Regions from separate parts of the Sus scrofa genome. Here region 2 is linked to region 1. The links are chromatin contacts, called in public HiChIP or PLAC-seq maps. All regions are on one chromosome and are shown on one strand. The core of a region is the stretch at or near the end of the contact, and the rest is flanking DNA. Distances in the headings are between cores, read along the strand shown.

Region 1 (6,003 bases), core at 3,049-5,548:
CATATAGGCTCTTTATTCTAAACTGTTACCACTGACAACTGCTTTAAGAAAACAGACACTGTTCAGTTCAATGTTTACCAAAATGTGGCTTCAGACTTCCTCTTTCAGAATCACCTCCAGGGTGTTAAAAATTAAAGATTCCTGGGCCTCACTGTAGATGTACTCAATCTGTAGGTTTAAAAACTGTCCCAGGTAAAACTAATTGCCAAATATGCTTAGGAAGCACTGGGCCGAGAGAGAGGATTAAGGCCACCCATTAAAGGGTAGCAAGTACAATCTCCTATACTCTTTCTGCACAGATATCTTTTCTAAAAAGACATTGGTTGCTGAAGGATACAAGTTTGCAATCTGGAGTCATGATCTATTCAAAATGATAGATATTATACAGTCTTCAGTGCTTTTAAAGTATCCCCTCTTTCTCTGTCTTAACCTTCCCTAAGCTTTCTACTCAATGTTTCATATACTCTCACTTAGCAGTAGTTCTTAATGTGTTTCATTTTTCAACTAAAACTGAAACCAAAACAAATTTTACTCTTTGCTGGTTCCTTTCCTAATATCATGACACTGGTTTCTTCTACCTTCTGATACTATTGAGTGTTTAAGGAAACAGACTTCTGCAAATAATGCAGCTTTTTATTCAACTTTTCACCAAATTCTAGCAATCTATCCATGTCTGTCTTTAAAAATCAAAAGGAGTCTGCTTTTCTTCCTTAATTTTGGCAAGATGCAGCCTCACTTTTCTATTAGTATAGAGACTTCTCTCCACTTTATGCCCTCCTGCCTCCTCTCATTTTTTGAACTCTGTGATTCATGGTGAAGTCTCCACACCCTTCATTAGAGGCTCTTTCACTTATGACAGTCTTTCCAGGTGAGCTCTATGTTTTAATAAAATATTAACTGTCATCAAGGTCACTCTCAAATTCTTAGCACTCTCAGATGCAGACATATACGGAGTTAAGAAAAAAAAAAATCAGACATTTTCCTTCTAAAACTGCATGCATCTCCTCAGAAAAGAAAATCATGGACTTGGAGAAGAGACTTGTGGCTGCCTGATGGGAGGGGGAGGGAGTGGGAGGGATCGGGAGCTTGGGCTTATCAGACACAACCTAGAATAGATTTACAAGGAGATCCTGCTGAATAGCATTGAGAACTATGTCTAGATACTCATGTTGCAACAGAAGAAAGGGTGGGGGAAAAACTGTAATTGCAATGTATACATGTAAGGATAACCTGACCCCCTTGCTGTACAGTGGGAAAATAAAAAACATTTAAGGGATAAGAAAAGTTCTCTTGTGCCAATTGGAATAATAAAATGATTCTGAAAACCAAAAATAAAAAAAAAATAAAAAAAAAATAAAACTGCATGCATGAGAAAAACCTGGTAGAGTAATGAAAGCAACACACCTCTTGAGGCTAAAATTGATTTATGCTCAAATCTAGGCTTCATCATTTATTAATGTGTGATGAGGAACAATGATTGATTGAAAAAATCATTTATATTTCCTGTGGTTGTTGAGAGGATTAAAGATCTTGATGGAAATATCCCAGCATAATACTTGGCACAGAGCCACAGCTCAATCAGAAGTAGATGTGATTAGTGCTATCTCTCCCAAATAATATTCTTACACAACTTTATAGATGGTGTTTCAGATCCAATCACCAATTCTGGTTTATTAGTATACTAACAGAATCTCTTTGCGTATCTAGCTTTGGTTTAACCATTTTTTTTTAATCCCAAAATATAAATAATGCTTGACTAGAAGGTTTCCCAAGAGAACTATAATTCCCTCCTATATCCTTAATCCAGGAAAATCTAGACAGGTCACTCCCTGTGATGCACCACAGTACTGATGTACTGATGCTAAGTGACCCCTCGGTTCATTGTTGGTCTCCTAAGTGTCCACACATCCACTGCAAGTTACTTGAATTTAACTAATTTAACATAATTTACTATCCTGAAGAGTATGAGAAGTCACATGTGCTACTGTAGTTTTCTTGAGAAGTTCACTATTAAAAGCAGGGTTGTTGCAAGAACAAAATCATGTATGAGAAAACTCTGAAAAATGTAAACTGAAACTGAGAGCTCTCTGTAAAGTAATAGAAGCATACAGGGTATTATTATTATTACATCATTTCTGCAGAAAGATGTTTCCTAAGACTCACTCAAATATTCATTCTGTAAGGGATCATTTTGAAACCTAATTCATTTCATGAAGACATACTTTCACATTTTCTCTCTACCAATAGCATTAAAAATATCATGAATTTGCGAGGGGGGGCATATGTCATGCACACAACATATTTTTTGTAGCTTCTTCTATGAGCCAGACACTCTTGAAGGTACTTGGATAGAGCAGTGAAGAAATTAGAAAAAGTTCCTGCTCTCGCGAAGCTTACATTCTAGAAAAGAGCCAGACCATAAACAAACATGTAATGTGCGGGGTGGAGGGGAGATGATCAAGCTCAGAGAATGACAGCGAGTGGGAGGAGGGTCATGCTATTTCAAATAAGCTGGTCAGGGAAGTCAAGCTCTGAATGAACTGTGGGAGTGAGCAAGTTAAGTAACAGGGGAAAGTATTACCAGATAGGTGACAGCGTGCAAAAGCCCCAAGATGGGAGTGTGCTTACAGTGTCTAGAAACCAATAAGGAGGTCCCTGCAGTTAAAATGAAGTTAACAGAGGGAAAGAGACAAAAGGCAAGACTGGAACCAACAGATCCTGAGGGCTAGGCAAGAACTATGAATTTTATTCTGAGTACATGAGAAGCCATTAGAAAACGTCAAGTTATTCTTGTTTCAAAAGGATAACTTTAGAAGATATGTTGAGAATATGCTCAAGAGAGTCAAGGGTCCAAGTGGGAAAATCTGGGAGAAGGTAATGGTGATGGTCCAACCAAGAGATGAACATGGTAGGAGGGGCAAAGCAATGAAGAGTGGCCAGATTCCAGATGTACCTGGAAGGCAGAGCTCAAAGCATTTAGAACACACTGGATGCAAGGCATGAGAAAGCAAAGAAAACAGCAATTGATCATTCTTTCCTTGTCAGCTTCTAGATTCCAAACTTATTTGGCCAGCTACTACCATCTCCTTCCCTCCCTCCCCCTACTTACAATTAAACATCTAAATTTCCTCAAATAACATTAAATAAATAAATATGGATTTTCTAGCATCTGTCTACCTGTTGGTGTTGCATATGCTAAGAGGCAGGGAATAACAAGGAGTCAGGGACACTCTCTGAAATAGGATGGTCAAAGAGGCAGAGAAGCAAATGCTGAGAGAAAGGAATGATGCAAAGGGTGGGAAACAGTATTCCAAGGGAGGTAACAGCAAGCACAAAATACAGAATACTTTCCTCAGGTTTATCTTAAAATTGCAATCAGAGCTAAACAGGCATAGTAGTTTGGAAGAGGAGGTTATAGCTATAGTGAAAGACAATTCAATATGAATTCTGGCAGATAATAATTAGAATTAAATTTCATTATTACAAAGGATGATAACATTGGTTAGTCCACAAACAAATATGGGCACCATTCTACTCCTATTCTTTTGCCTTTCTTTTACCCACCTGAAGAGGTCTCCAAATTTACTTCTGAGGTGGCTACACGACACGTAGAGATCATAGAGGTAGGCTAAGATACATCTTTCAGGGGAAGAACATTCTGAGGGGTTCACAACATGTTTTACCACACCACACAATCTAAGGAGAAAAACATATGAAGAAATGAGGTGCATATTTTGCTAATACCTATGTTGTCTGACTCTCTTCGAGTGAGAATATGTCCATGTATTACTTGAATAAGGAGAAAGGACAGTTGACACGAATCATTATAGCAATAGTAAGTAATTAAATAAGATACCAGTTTTCTATTATGATACTGAAACACTAAATTAAAAAAAAAAAACTTCACTGCTGTATAGCAAAGGGAACTATATCTAGTCACTTATAATGGAACATGATGGAGGATAATGTGAGAAAAAGAATATATGTGTGTGTGTGTGTGTGTGTGTGTGTGTGAGAGAGAGAGAGGAGAGACTGGGTCACATTGCTGTACAATAGAAACTGACAGAACACTGTAAACCAACTATAATGGAAAACATAAAAATCACTTAAAAATTTAAAAAATAAAATAAAAAAAACTTCAGAAATACAATTAACAATATGAAAGAAATTCCTCCACATAGAAGGAATCCATCAGTAAAGTTTATGTGACTAGAACCCAAAGCGAAGTTGCAGGAGAGGACCTCACTTCAAGAAAAAGATTGAGAAATTCAGGGAATTTGTGAAGGGCCTATAACCACCACTTTGTTAAGGAGCAACTTCTTCATATCAGTCAGTCTAGGAAGTTCATTTTCAAGACCATGAGCTGGTTCTAGCATGAAATTGAGGAATTCATGGTTTTGAGGTTACATTCTGTTTGTTTATCCAAACTAGAAACATTTCATTTACCTTAAGAATTTAAAATCCCTCTTTTAGTTAAGTTCACTATAAAACTTGCAGTTTCAAAGTACCATTACTACTCTAATCCTGTGCCCCTTTCTGCGAATCAAGAGAATGGCCTCTTTGTCCAGAGTTCATACAACACAGAAGTAAACACCTGTTTACTTTTGGTCCATCCACCTATTTGTGTGTCTAATTTCACTACCATCTGGCATTCTGCTACACGGTCAGTACTGCTGCACTAGTGTCACTGATGACTCAGATTATTAAAGCTGAAAAGGGATTTAGAAATCATCTGATTCAATTTCCTCATTTTAGAAAGAGGGCTTGGGGGCTCAGAAGGGTGATGTAACTTGCCCACGAGGCAAAGAGCTAGTACACAACAGATCCAAAAGAAGAACTTAGGTCTCCAGAACCCAACCCAGAGCTCCCTCCACTGTTCAGGAGACAGAGGGAAGCTGGAGGGAACCTGACATGTCAAGGCTGAGAAGGACACTGGGATCACACAAAAACCAGAGGTAGAACTAAGAAATGATGCAAAAAACAAAACAACCCAGCAATATGGCATCCCAAGCTCTGTGAAATGACATGAGCAGATGCAGGCAACTGTTAAAAGCTGTAAATTACAGCAAAAGTTTCCAGCAATTAAGAAAAGTAGATGATTCAATTGGTTGTTACCTATATAAACAAAAAAAATATATTTACATTTAATACAAACAATTTATATTTGTGGGTGAAGGTGAGTATAAATAGAGAAGAGGCACAGAAATAAACTTCTCTACTAGAGAAGTATAATAACTTTAGCCTCTAAAGGGAGTGATATTAGGTAATTACTTAGCCCAACTTGTCTAACAGTAATAGAGTAAATCTTAGCCTACAATTCACACAAACTGACAAAGATGAACAATTGAAAAAGTCATTTGTTCTAGATTAACTTTTGTCCAAAAAAATTCCTTAATTTATAAAAGGAATGATACTGAAAAAAAAAAAATCCATAAGATGCTATGTAGGTAAAGCTTATTTGGTATTGGAGTTTCCAAATAGAAACTGAAATTACATGAACAAAGAAGCAATCATATCTTCACCACTCATAATAAGCCAGGATGCTGGGTAGCTTAAATGATAGCAACTAGGGAGAAAAGTGGGCAGGTGGGCAGAGATAATTTTCGTGCTTTTATCTCCTTTCTAATAAAAAATTTCCTGGGGCAAGTATTCTTTAACTATAACATTTTATGAAACAAACAGTGCGATTTTTTCTCTTAAAACCACTGTAAGATTTCATCACAAACTACAAACTCTAGGATATACCAACCCTTCAAACACCTGGGCTGTCTGCTCAGGATTCAGGATCAGACAACTGTGGTATCGCCTGAGAACAGCCACGATGCAGACACACAGTCCTGTTGTATAACTTCCTGCCAGGCTGGAGGATTTCAGGAGCAGTTCGGCTTCCACAACGCTCAGTTCATTTAGGAGCTATGATGGACAAAAAAATGGAATAAAAATGTAGCTGCTGAAACAAATAGGAACAACATTTATTTTGACAAACCACAGATATATTGTCAT
Region 2 (6,382 bases), core at 161-2,660, 580 kb before region 1:
AAAAAAAAGCTATCTTCGCTAATTGTTTTGACATCTTGACACCCTGTTCTCTCTTCATCCTTCTCCAGTGTGTCTTCCGACCCACCACTTCACCAAAATAGTTCCATGTTGTTTGAACCAATGCATATTTTTCAGTCATTTTCTCACTTGACTTCTCAGCTATTGTTCATACTATATCTTCTGGAAGCACTCTCTCTTTTGCCTTCTGTGACATGATAATCTCCTGGTTTTCCTTCTTTCTCCCTGGTTTTTCTTTGCAGGCTCTCTTATGGGGTAAACTTTCTTGGCTTAGGTGTTAAATATGGAGTTCCTCAAGGATTGGTACTGAATTCCTTTATCTATGTTCTGCCTGGCTGACTTCATACACTTTCTATCTTTAATGACCATCCACATATCAACCTCTCAGATTTACATCCCAGCCCAGACTTGTCTTATAAACTTGAGTTTTTTATACCTCTTGCCACTGATTGATCTCTCAGAGGCACCTCTGCCTGCAGAATTCTATATAAGCTCTTCAACCTCATTCTCAATCCTGCTGTATCTCCACCTAACACATGTACCCAGGTGTTCACCTCAGCATCTGAGCAACATCCTTGAAGTCATCTATAGTAACGATGACTAACCATGTATTATTTACTATAATGGCTGGATATTTCTCAGATCCATTACTATGGCTCCATCTCCTTTATCACCATTCTAATCCAGGCCACCATCATCTTTATCTCAGACTATACTATATCCTCCTATGGTCTCTTTACATCTTCTCTGGTCCCCTTTCAATCTATATGTGACACAATAGCTAAACAATCCTAAAAGGCTGCAATCAAAATTCTGATCATAGTGCTCTCCTCAAACAAAATGCTTAAATGATTTTACACTGTCTAAGGAATAAAGCCCAAAGTTTTTTTCTGAGACTTCAAGGCCTGCATGGTCTGGCTCCTGTACTTGACATCAGCTTCACCTAGTATTATTCTCCTCCTTCTCATTTTTTCCCTCTTCTTTGATTGCACAGAGAATTTTCCTAATGTTCAGCTCATTGAATTTTTTCACTGACCTTCCCCTACTATGAGCCTAGCCCCTCACATACTCTTTCAGATCTGCACTTCTTTCAGACCTCAGTTTAAGTGTGGTTTTTCAGATAGGACCTCTGACTCCCCAATCTAATTAGCACCACCCCCATTATATACTTAGCTTCTTCTTAGCATTTCACACAACTTTATCTTACTCATAGTTTATCTTATACACCTGGTTCAGTAACTACCAGTTAAGTAGATGGTCTGTAAATGATTGCTCAGGGGAGAGAAGAATATACATACTTGATTCTTTACAAAACATCTTTATATATATATATTTCTCCAAGGTCAGATAAGTAGGAAGTCCATCAAACTAAGTTCCTTGTTCTATTTCCCTATAATAGCTGATGCTAAATATAGTATGATTAATACTCAAATTTTGCAATTGTAGTAGTGATTCAGACATACATTTGTAGATGGTAAAATTTAATATGCATCTTCTAGGCTCAATTTTTTAAATTAACTAAAAAATTAGAAATTTACATCTGAAATTAATAAACTTCAGAACATCTAGGACATGTATGAAAGTATTAATAGTTTTACCCCTAGTGATGAATTCCAGATAATTTTTATCATGCCCTTTCTCTTTTTGGTTTACCTAGACTTTCATTTTTTTTCCTCCAAATCAGCATGTATAATATTAAAAATTAAAAATTTCCAGGAATACAGCAAAAGGTCAAAGATGTTTTTAAAAATAATAAGCTTTATTTTTTAGAAACACAGTAATTTTTCAATATTTTTTAATATCATTTTTTACTCTATTCCCGGCTACTTACCATTCTACAGCTTCTGGAAGTTCTCCCTTCCCTGGCTTGACATGGCAATGTCTTCTCATTATCCTCCTTCCTCTCTTTATAAACTCTTTTATGGTCTAATCCCTTTTTGGTCAAATATTGGAGTTCCTCAGGGCTCAGTTCTAGGCAACTTTGTTATTTGGTGCATGCACCTGCATGCACTAAAATGAATATTAAGACAAGAGGAACTTTCTCTCTCTGACAAGAACTTTGTTTCATTTTTGAATTTCCTCTTTTCCTAATCATGATCATTATCTTTCTGTCCAGTTAGTTCTCAAAAGTACTGAATTATGACAGTAGCTTATACATGGCAGAAAGGTTTGACTGCCATGGAAGGAAAATACATTCATGAAGGCTTGTATAACTAGAAGCCAGATTGCCAATAGCTACCACTCAGGCAAGTTAGGGGCCATAGAGAATTCTAGTTTGAGTCATCCACTGGGATGGAGATTAAGATAGGTAGTAGGGATAAAGAATACCAGGACTGGAATAAGGAAAGTGAATGACTTTTCAGAGTGGTTGGTTCATTGTTTTTTTAAAGAATAACTTTAAAAAACACATTATTATGTAACACTGACTCAGAAAAGGCAAATAGGCAAAAAAAAAAAGAGCGAGGGAAATAAAGAAAAAAATTCAAAATTATCTATAAGCCAGCCATACCTGATATTGGGATAACTTCCTACACTTTAATATTTATTTGAATTTATCTTTACAAAAATGAAATTGTGCTATTTATGACAATTTATAATCTTTTTTTCTTTCAGAATGCCTTAAAATTTTCTCTAACACATTGTTTTCTGAGAATATATTGTAGATGGTAGATTGTTTCATATGACTTAAAAACTTTAAAATTACATTCTATAAGTAGTTATATTTAATTCAGTAAATCCAGTTACTCTTTTTTGTTGAAATATAACTTACCAAGACATTAAAAAATATAATAAACCTCTTTTAATAAAATAAACTTAGTATTTGGCAATTAAAACAAAAAGTATAATTTAGTAAAAAATAAATGTAGAGGAAATGATTATGCCTTCTTTTTAGTTTCTTTTGCTGTTCTACACATACTTATAAATGACAGATCAGACAGTTCATTTAAACATTACTTAAAACCTTAGTTGCTCACAGGTGACTTTAAAAATAAATCCCTAACAGGATATCTGGCATTAATATATATACCTAGGCAACACGAGTTGCATTATAGCTTACCATTATGTTGGAAAGCCCTGATCCCTTGACAGATATTCTTTGCCAGCAACTTGATACAGCTTCTGACCCAGTGCTGTGCTGCTGGCCAGTTAGTACAGTCTGATTTGCATATCATGCAGCCAAGATTAATAATTCAAAAGTTCTGGAGAAGTTTAAACTGCCAAGTCAGAGGTTCAAGTAGGGGAACTTTCAGAGAAAATGAGACATAGAACAAATTACTCATTATGGAAAATACATTCAATGAATAGATTTTTTAAAGACTACTGTTGAAATTATTCCAATCACTAGCAAAACAACAGAGAAGCACTCATTATTTTCATGCTTATTTGCATATTTAAATCGTAAGACAAGGTAAGCGCTGTTTATGTTTGGTACACAATTGCTTCTGCCTTTTCTTCATTTTTCAGATTCACAAAGTTTGGTGCATTATATATTGAGCCTATAATAACTAAACAACTGTTATCAAGAAATTTGAGGGAATAAAACTGAAATTTTGGAGACAAATTTGGACACATACTCCGTCACTATGCTATCAAAAGAGATATTAGAAATCGGGTATTTTCCGTCTTATTCTCAGTGATTAAAATCAAGAGACACATAAAAAATACATCAGGTGGCTAGAGATTAGGGAGAGAGATGGCGTCTAAGTAAGATGGAAGGCAATGTACACATTCTAATCAATGTTCTGCATAGCACCTGGAAGCACATCACCACCATTTCAGAGAGGAAACACACCTGGATTTCTCAGGGGATTATATAGATTTATATTCAAGTAAACACTCCATCTGCCTGATTCGAAGCATAGGGATGATGCTGAGAAAGTCCCTAATTGTACAGACAGTAGTAATTTAATTTGAATACCATAAAACTTAAATGTTGAATTGGCAGTGACAGGCAGAAGCCCCCAAAAAACTACTGCAGCCAATCCTCCTGGCCAAGCATTTTCCCTTCTCCAATATATGAGAACCCAAAACTCAGAAACCTCATTTATACACAAATATACATACATACACATATGCATATGCCTATCCGTATTATATACTTAAAAGTATACACATACATGAATACAAATGTACCTCTAAATGAAATATATGCATATTTATATGAAATAATGTCTCTATAATTTATTGAATTCTTATGATGTGCCAGGTATTGCACTAAACACCTTTATGTACTGAAAAATTATAAAGATCATCTGAGGTTGTTTATTATTTCTAAAATTTTCTCACTTTTTAAATTTAAAAAACTGAGGCTCAGAAAAGTTACTTTCCCAAGGTCATAGAGTCAATAAGGAGAGGGATCTGAATTTAAACCTATATTTTTTTATTCTAAAAGCACCTGCTCGCATGCTTGTTTGCCTACTAGACTGAACAACAATATTTTTGATATACACCACAGATTGAATCAAAGCTCAAAAATTAATGACAACTATTTTTCAGATATGCAGCTCTTTTCTACTTTTAGGAGGAAGACTAAAAACATCATTTTTGTCTATAATGTTAAAAGTGCAAAACGCAAAGCATTTGAATGAGCAGTGCCAGGCTTACTAATTTTAAATAAATTAACGTGGACCCCTTCCAAACAAACAACGTTCATGGATATATTTCACAGGTTGCTGCCACCATTCTGATGGGGGACAAGGACAATTCCCTCTTTGTGGGGTGGAGGGAGTTCCCTAGAACTTCCTCTTTCTTCTCCCCACATCCTGACCACCATCTCACTCTGGACTGCTAAGAGGAAAAGTGGTCTATACTTCTCCTTTTTCACAGCACCAGTAATCAGATCTGATATCCTTGCTTCCCTCCCAAGTCTCCGCTAAAGGTCCTTCTGCTGAGATGCTCTCAGTGTAGAAACTAGAATGATTCTGAGACAGACTCAATAAGAGGTCTTCAGCGCTTCTGTTCCATTCATATTATCAGGCTTCACTGGGGTTGACTGAAGGATAGATGCATTGGGCCACGGCCAGTTTATGGGCCCTGTAAGCAGGTCTTAGGTTATGGGTGTACTACCTTTTAGCCACACATGTTCTCTTGCTCTAAAGGACCACACGCTCAATTTAATGCTCTACTGTCACACTGTCACTAGAATTCTTAACAACTTTTTAATACAGGGCCCTGTAATTTTATTTTGCACAAGACTCTGCAAATTGTGTAGCAGTCTTACCTGTGAGAGTACAAATATTCTAGGAAATAATTTCTATTCAGCACATAAAATTTCAATGAAGCAGCGTTTGTTTGTTTTTTATTCTGGTCTTGTTTTGTTTTCTTTGAAAAACAGTGTGACATGTTGAAATTTACTGGTTGAGGAGCAATGAAACTTTGAAAGCAATAAAGCCAAATAATTGACTAAGAGGTAATACAGTGTACTGGTTAAGAGCACAAGCCCTGGAGGCAAACTAACTCCTTTCAGACCTTGGCTTGACCACTTCCTAGCTCTCAGTTTTCTTACCTGTAAATCAGGGACAATAGGAGTGCCAATCTCATGGAATTGTTACATAGATAGTAGAAGCATAGTTTATACATGTAGTATGAGGTAAATAGTAGTTGCTAAATAAATGCTAGCTGTTATAGAAGTAAACTCCATCATGCTCATAGTATCAAATGAGATAGTATGTGAAAATATAATGGGCTAGGAATGCAAGAGCATATAAACCAGGAGCACCAATGAGGAAATTCAAGAGGAAAAAGAAAAGAGTGGGAAATACAATCAAAATATTAATTAAATCCAATGTTAATAATCACTTTCACTAATGTTTTTTGAGCACTCCATAACAACACTGTGTGCATTAATTCCTTTAATACACACAAAAATTCAATGCAGTGAATACTATTATTAGCCCTAATTTTCAGATGAAGAAACTGAGGCCAAAGACTAAATAATTATCTACAATCACACAGCTAGTAAATGACTGCGCTGTAATTTGAAGGCTCGTCTGTTTGACTCCCAAACCTATGCCTTTGATTGTTGTTCTGTTTCTCTCATGGTAAAGAAGAAAATATTAGGTCAAATACATAGCATGGCTGACATTGGATAATTTTTACTCTATATATGGCAATATAATACAGCACAAAATTCTGTATGTTTTAACCTAATGAAAATAAGTTTAAAATTAACACTAAGTTTAATTACTGGTTATCTGATTAATTAGTATTAAATTTAAGTATTTAAATCCACCAACTAAATAGAATAGAACATTTTAGATAGGAAACCAGACAACCAGACACATTTAAAATAAATAAGGAAAGTGTTTATGGGAAGGTTCTACCAGCAAGAGCCCTAGGCATGTTTACATGACACATTTCTTTC

What was found. HiChIP or PLAC-seq counts read pairs in DNA pulled down with a chosen protein or histone mark.
Region 2: an H3K27ac HiChIP or PLAC-seq map of alveolar macrophages shows a contact between it and region 1. The contact joins two enhancer-like sites. A contact is called at or near these places in 1 of 5 promoter capture datasets (liver) and 1 of 2 datasets of contacts at active chromatin or transcription factors (alveolar macrophages).

What each region holds. Positions count from the first base shown.
Region 1 is chr13:91,542,721-91,548,723 of Sscrofa11.1, reverse strand. MED12L (mediator of RNA polymerase II transcription subunit 12-like protein) reads right to left here. Exons shown (of 46, transcript XM_021069608.1): 20 at 5,750-5,913; 21 at 3,565-3,696. It also overlaps a transcript of P2RY12 not described here. Among named protein-coding and RNA genes, the nearest start is that of P2RY12, 21 kb to the right of the region's middle. Within about 2 kb of position 4,298, at least 7 of the 83 cell types and tissues checked have an H3K27ac peak or open chromatin away from gene starts, as enhancers often do. A contact at or near this core is called in alveolar macrophages, where this site is marked.
Region 2 is chr13:92,119,254-92,125,635 of Sscrofa11.1, reverse strand. SUCNR1 (succinate receptor 1) reads right to left here. Exons shown (of 2, transcript XM_013982123.2): 1 at 3,077-6,382. The coding sequence starts at 3,079. Among named protein-coding and RNA genes, the nearest start is that of SUCNR1, 5.6 kb to the right of the region's middle. Within about 2 kb of position 1,410, at least 6 of the 83 cell types and tissues checked have an H3K27ac peak or open chromatin away from gene starts, as enhancers often do. A contact at or near this core is called in alveolar macrophages, where this site is marked.